Linked DNA regions of Anas platyrhynchos: region 2 is linked to region 1. A link is a contact called in public Hi-C data. All regions are on one chromosome and are shown on one strand. The core of a region is the stretch at or near the end of the contact, and the rest is flanking DNA. Distances in the headings are between cores, read along the strand shown.

Region 1 (3,663 bases), core at 832-3,331:
CATCAAGCAAAATAAAACATGTTTGTTTTGTTTCTCTGCAGGAAAAACGACACTGAACAAGAGTGAAAGACACTCCCTAGTTTTTTTAGGGTCTTGAAACAGCCTTTGCTCATCCGAAGCAAACATCGGAAAGTTTTCAGCAGAGGTCCTAGTGCTGGAGGGCAGAGGGCTCTTCGGACGTTACAACTTCTAACGAGATTTCTACCAAGGTGTCGATTTCCTTTCTTTTTTTCTTAACAATGTTAATCATCCTCATTTTTACTTCTTTCATGAATGTTTTTCTTTATACAATACATAACATTGACATTATAGAGATAAATAGAGAAATGCCTGAACCGCGTAGACTCACCAAAACATTTTACGTGGGAAGAAGTTTGGATTCATCATCCTAGCTTTACTTTATCCTCGTGTGTAAACATGACAGAAAACAATTACAAATCACAATGGGGAAAAACAAAAATCACTCTGAGCATGGGGCTGACCCTTGTTGCCTGATTTTAGTCTAGTCTATTGTCCTCTGCAGAGCAGTCAGAGATTTCATCATTTTTGGTGCCTTGAGTGTCCCTATGATTTCCTCTCCACATATGCTCAGAGAGGAATCAAATGCTTATAATGTCTGTATCATGGGCCGCTGCTTTCCCATTCCTCTTTTCCTAACCCTCGGGCTCCAGCTCAGAGAACCAGTGGCCAAAAGCTCCCCTCTGGGCCCCACAGCATGCACCCTGGCAAGCCAGCTCCATCTCCCACCACCAAGTCATGTTTTCACACTATCCAGCTTTAGGTCAGAGGCTTAACTGAAGACAAGGCACAGTTCATTCAAAATCGAGTTACCTGGTCCAACAGATGGAGTCTTTTCACATATGCTTCTTCTGTATGGAGCAGTTCATTTGCAATGTTGAATAGCTTTTGGGGCTCTGTACACTGGAAAAAAAAAAGTTACAAATAAGACAATCCATCTCCTCCTACAAACCTAACTTTCACCAACTGTTCCCCTTTCCATTTTCTCAGCGGGCTAAATTCCCTGCCAGTACAGAAGCCTGAAGTGAATGGGGTTAATACATTTCAGAATCCGCTCCGCATTTCTCACTGAAGGATCAGTTTGCTCTAGAGACATTTTTAAAACAGTTTTCTGAAAGTGCAATTAGTAATGTATTTAGCAGCTGCTCAGGATATCATTTTAATTCTTTATGGTTTTCTACAAAGAACCAGAAATACCATCCGGATTTGGAGATATAGCTTATCTATTTGGTAACTAAGGCACTATATTGTAAATCAGCAGGTCTCCCTTTTTAATTCGGGTTCTGTGACTAAAAAAACATAGAAATTAGAAGAGACCTGTTTGGCCAGAGATTTCACTCCCCGGTCAGTGCAGCATTACTCTCTGTGGAATATCTCTAACAGCTTTGTGCAGCTTTAAACACCCACCAATTTCCTGGAAAGAATTCCAGCAACATAACCCAAATCACCCAGCGAAGTCTTTCATTATGCCCGTTATAAAAATAAAATAAGAAAGGACTAGTTCAAAAGCTTGGAGTTCTGAACCAGTAACGCAGCATCACCTTTATTCACAGGTTAGCCAAAAGCTACACAGGCTCCACAGATTCTCAGCTTTCTGGGGGCTTAAAAGTACCTGAATTGGTATGGCACAGACTGCAGCTTTCTGACAAACTCTAGATACCTTTAAGGGTCTAGACTTCAAACTCTGTGCTTATATTATAATCAAAGTGAAAGTAGGTTTCAAAACTCAGGGCTGGTTGGTTTGTGTTCAGGAATGCAAACATTGGAAAGTAGCAGCAAGGTCAAGCAAGTGTAGGGGAATTTTAATGGGCTGGAGCTGGAAAAAAAGAGAAAAAAAAGAAAAAAGAAAAAAAAAAAGATGGAGGCTAGAGAGACATATAAACAGTTAATGCAACAGAGAGCATCAGCTTGCTGCCATTATTCACCACTTCTTCCACAGGAAAACTAATGTGCATCAAAGAGAATGGCCGAGGTGTTGCTTCAGACCAAGAGCCGCCTCCCCGAGCAGCGCAGCAGGAGCCCGTCAGCACACGACACGGCAGCCGGTGAAGGTTCACCCAGGCTCGTGCAAGGACGGGAGGACACATCCAGGGAGTAAGAGTCCAGCTGAAGGCAATCAAGAACAAAGCACTGCTTCCGCCTCAGGAAGCACCTGGGCCCCTGGGCAGCAGCAGGGATTTCTATCCCAGACACCTATCTGCGGGTGCGTGCCAGCACGTTGCACACACACCACCGGCCACCACCAAGCTGTTAGAAAATGTCAGTGAAATGCCCTCCTTAAGCTGCTTCGTTGCCAGCTTGTTTTAATTATAAACAAAGTTGAAAAGAAAATAAAAGAAAAAAAGGGAAAAAACCCACACGCATTTAGGCAAGCTGCAGTGCAAGGGGAAGGCCTTAAAGCCTTTTTCAAAGCTCGCCATAAATCCCAGCAAACCAGACCCTACCTAAAACAAGACACCGCTTAGCATTAAGCATCCTCCGTTGGTGCAAGTATTAAGTGAAGGAAAGCAAAGAGCTTCGCTGGATTTGAACCAGTGTCAGGCTCCTGCAAGGCACTGCTCCTCTTCCCACGCACAGACCTGGGGCCCTGCACGTGCCCCACAAAGGAGCCCGGCCGCGTGCTCGGCCTGCCTGGCTGCTCTAATTATTTCAAGCAAACTTGAATGTTCTTCTAAGCTTTTCTAACGTGCTACGCGACATCCTGCTCCACTCGCTCATGTGCTATATATTAATATTTGGGGAGGAAAAAAATCACAGCACAACAATGCTTTGAAGCTGTTATGGGGAAACACGATGTATGACGGTTTATAATGAAATACACTGCTGGCCATTGGGATTCCGCTAACTACAAGGATCTCTCGCTGAGAAGGAATTTATCTGCCAGTTTAGCTGCGAGCAGAACGGGGCGCCTGAATGGAAGGCACTGATGTCAGCAGGCTGGCATGCCAGCCACGAGAACATCCTCTGATCTGTTTGAATACAGAATTTGGAAAATAATTATTTTCAACCAAATACATTTGTTTTCAAAAGTAAATCTTTACATAGCACAGGCACTTTTTAACCTCCTGACCTTCACCATCTGCAACTCGGTTTATACTTCCAAAAAACTTGCTGACATCTGCTGAAATACCAAACAGCGGCTGAACACAACACGAGCTTGAGCTGAGCAGAACGTTTTAAAGAGAGACCATCTTCAGCCGCTGCTTCTGCCAGGCACAGAGACAGGCATGTTTTTCAGACTAATCTGCACCTTATTCACCTTCCAACGAACATAATGCTTTCTGCAAAATAGTTGATGCAGTGAATGATGCCAGACAGCCTGGTCCTCTGACCCTTCTGCATTGTGTGCCATGGAAGAGCAGCTCTAGCACAGCCTGAGCTGTATGGCAGGGTACCACGGACAAGATATTTCACAGTCCATGCTTCTAAATGGAAATTAAAACAAACGTGCAAATTCAAACACAGATTATATTCCTTAGGTAACAGCCTTATTTAAGTCTCCGTTCACAGCCACTCACACAGCTGCACAGTCTGAGGGGAGGCAAAGGAACCCTACTTGGGGGAAGGAAGCAGGCTTCAGCTGGGTGATGTTGGCAACAACGGTACACAGGAGAAGAAAATCATCAGGAAGAAGACAGGTAACCA
Region 2 (3,663 bases), core at 821-3,320, 71 kb after region 1:
TGAGTTAGATCACCACACTGTAGGTGCTGTAACTTGGCAAACAGAAATAACTCTCTCTTAGTCCCTGAAGACAACCACAGCCAACAAAGCTACACATTCGTGCATACGGTGGGGTAGTTAGAGCACCTACCTACCAGTGGCTAACCTGGGAGCCTTCTGTAACTCACGGAGAGGCTGCTAACACAGGTATCCCTGGTCACCTCCTGCAGGCTCAAATCCACACAGGAGGACCGTCTCCAAGCTTAACATACTGAAGTACCCGAGTAGCCCAGGAGATGCCAGGAGTCAGATTGTCTGAATAGCCCTGAAGCCAGGGCAGACGGTAAATCTCAGCAGGTCTGCAACTCACTGTGATCTTTCTTGGGTTGATCCAGCCTTTACCTGCCCAAGAAGTAGGGCAGAAGAGAAACTGCATTTGTACAACACAAGGATTTATTTCTTCAAAAGAAGGAACTCATTTAAATTCAATTTTATTTTTATCATTTTCCTCCAGCTTTATTAAGCTAAGGAGATATACGAACAAACCCAGTTTGCTTAGTATGACTTTATAAATACGGTTCTGCTAGCTCGAATATCATCTGTATAAGTAAAGCATTCTAATTTCTAATGGTGTGAAAGCTGGCTTACTAGTACAAATGTACATCTTAAAGAATGTAAAAAAATATTTTTATCAGTGTGTTCGTCACCAGATGTATTCCGTTTACATTCTGTACGCCTCTCCGCGTGGACAACAAACCCAATTCTGGCCATTAACAATTGCCAATAGTCCCTTTCAGTCCTTGGTGCTGCTGTGTTTCAGGCACTGCAAGAAGCGCTAGCCCCCAGTTCTGTTACATTGTAGAGCCATTTTCCTTTGTGCTAAAATTCCCCAAAGCTCGCACAGGAACCAAGGTAGAGCTATCCCTTTAACACAGTTTAACCACTCTCAATGCTTGGAATGGAAAATGTGACTTAGGTACTGAGGTTTAAAAAACAGCTACGATGTATGTATGCAGCCAATTTTTAAAACATGAATCTCGTAAGTTTTTTAGGCTTTTTTTTTTTTTTTTTTTTTTGCATGAGAATGTAGAGCTTACAAGAGCCAGCCAGCTAAATGCAACAGACCATTATGGCTCAGAGGTTTCCAATTTGCAACTAGAAATGGTTTACATTATAACTACTAACAGCTCCAAAAGGTATTTAAAAAGGAGAGAGCGGAGAAAAAACTTGGCATTTCACGAGTGCCTAAATATGGATTGGCAGGAAACAAATTTGATCTGTGCCGTTAATAATAGCCTTACCAAAATAAGTGTTTAACAGGACGGGTTTTATGTGGTTTTAGGAGACCTAAAAATACATTTGCGCAGCTCAGGACCGCGTTCCCGCAGAGCCGCGGTCCCCGGGCATTGTCAGCCCGGGACGGGGCTCGGGGCCCTGCCGCCAGCCCCCGGGGCGCCCCAAAACGCGGCCGGAGCCCGGGCTGGAGCCGGGGGCCTCCCGCCAGGGTCTCGCCCCGCGGAGAAGGGCTGCGAGCCGGGCACAGGAGGAGGAGGAGGGAGAAACGGAGAGGCAGAAGGGGAGAGAAAGAAGTTCCCCGCCGGCCCGGGCAGCCCGAGCCCCGCCGAGGACTCAGCAGGCGCGGCGCGGAGCCCGCACGGAGCAGCCCCGCGGGGGCCCGGCCCGGCCCGGCCCGGGGTCGCAGCCTTACCCTCCGGCTCCATCTGCTCCCGCCGCCGCGCTCCGGCGCTCGCCGAGCCGCTGCGAGTCGGGCCGGGCTGCGCGGTTACAAAGGCGGCCGCCGGGCGAGGGGGGTGGGTTTCCTCTCCCTCCCACTGCAGCTGCATCGCGCCGTGAGGCGCCGCCAGCGGGACGAGGCGCCCCTGAAGGCGGCGGAGGCGGGAGGGGCTCCCGCCGCCCGCCTCGGCACGGCGCGGCCCGGGCGGGGCGGGGAGCGGAGGGGAGCGGAGGGGATGGGATCGCCCCGCCGGCCTGGCGCTTCGTGCCCGCAGGCCGCGGCGGGGCGGTGAAGCCCCCTCACGCCTCCCCGCCCCGTCCCGTCCCTCGCGGCCCGGCCGGCGGCGGCGGAGGGGAAGGGAGCGCCCCGGGGCCGGGGGACGGCGCTGCCGGGCTCCGGGCTCCTCAGCAGCGCCGTGGCCGCCTCCCGGAGGCGCGGCTGCCGCCCGGGACCGCGGGCTGCCCCGCTTGATGGGTCTGATCCATCTTGAGGCGGCCCAGGGCGAAGCCCTGCCGCCCTGTTGTTTGGATGACGGAACCATTGAGTTGGAAAAGCCCTCCAAGATCATCTGTTCCAACCACCCCCTACCACCAGTGTCACCCACTGAACCATGTCCCCAAGCGCCACGTCCAACCTTTCCTTGAACACCCCCAGGGACCGGGACGCCACCACCTCCCTGGGCAACCCGTCCCAATGCCTGACTGCTCTTTCTGAGCAGAAATGTCTCCTCATTTCCAACCTCAACCTCCCCTGGCGCAACTTGAGGCCGTTCCCCCTTGTTCTATCACTAGTTATCTGTGAGAAGAGGCCGACCCCCAGCTCCCCACACCTTCCTTTCAGGCAGGTGTAGAGAGCAATAAGGTCTCCCTGAGCCTCCTCCAGACTAAACAACGCCAATTCCCTCAGCTGCTCCTCAGCTTCACAAGGCTCCCAGCTCCCACACCAGCTGTTGCCATCAGTGCCAAAAGCTCTTTGTGCAGCTGCTGAGGGTGGCTATTGGGCATGTAGCAGGGCCAAGCTGAAAGCATCTGTCCCAGGGCCGTGGATGGCTCTCCAAACTGCTGCCCTTTCCCTTACATCTTGAGTGGAAAGCAAAGAGAATATGAGCCCTGTTGTGCAGTCCCCTCAGACAACCAAATGCTGCTCACCTCCCAGAAAGCCACACCAAACCATATGTCGTTTCAGAGCTTCTTGAAAAGGCAGACCAGGACTGACTCATTGCTCTGTGTCTTTGTCAGGGAGAAGAATGTGCCAGGAACTGAAGGGTGATGCTGTCCTTCACAGGCAATGGGGCATTAATGCTGTGCTGATGAAGCATTGCTCTTGTGGTCAGAGTGGCCCTTCTGCAGAGGGTGTGCTACAGCCATGCTAAAACACTGTCTTCAGATGAAGTACATGTTTAAAGGACAGCTTTCTGAGAGGTAAGATCATCAACCACTCATTGCAAGGACTGAATAATACCAAGTAAAACAACCAAATTAAGCTTAAAAACACATATCAAACAATTTATCTCCAAAGAACAAAAATGAGAAAACTGTCTTCCGAAAGGCATTTCCCCTTAGGAAAAAATGCAAAACAGTAAATTCAGAAATTAACTATATTAGGCTTTAGTCTATTTTTCATTACCCAATAATCAATCTTTGCTCCTTATCTTTTCCCTGAGACAACTAACTAGCCATGATGTAGGTCCCATCATGGAAATACGGTTTTGAGTAACTTTAATATTGTGGTGGAGCAGAAGAACGTTATTGTAATGAAATTCATAAAATGGATTTCTTTGGACTAATTATTCCCAAACAAAAAGACTAGCTGTTCTGGAGTAAAGCCATGAATAAGGTCCAGTTAAACCAGACTATGGAGGCCTGAAGGAAATTTATCAGTAAGGAGCCAGCCTGGATTTCTTGATGTTTCTTTTGAAATCACATCTGTAAGATGTATTTCAAGACCAG

Evidence for each region. A called contact is a pair of places that touch in the nucleus more often than the background predicts.
Region 2: a Hi-C map of F1 follicle shows a contact between it and region 1, with 2.3 times the contacts expected there. The contact joins the promoter of FGD3 here to the enhancer-like site in region 1. A contact is called at or near these places in 3 of 8 Hi-C or Micro-C datasets (F1 follicle, liver and skeletal muscle).

Annotation. Positions count from the first base shown.
Region 1 is chr13:20,208,595-20,212,257 of IASCAAS_PekinDuck_T2T, forward strand. It overlaps FGD3 (FYVE, RhoGEF and PH domain containing 3), which reads right to left. Exons shown (of 19, transcript XM_027467624.3): 5 at 832-921. Among named protein-coding and RNA genes, the nearest start is that of SUSD3, 42 kb to the left of the region's middle. Within about 2 kb of position 2,082, at least 4 of the 8 cell types and tissues checked have an H3K27ac peak or open chromatin away from gene starts, as enhancers often do. A contact at or near this core is called in F1 follicle, where this site is marked.
Region 2 is chr13:20,279,638-20,283,300 of IASCAAS_PekinDuck_T2T, forward strand. FGD3 (FYVE, RhoGEF and PH domain containing 3) reads right to left here and starts at 2,071. Exons shown (of 19, transcript XM_027467624.3): 1 at 1,688-2,071. The coding sequence starts at 1,823.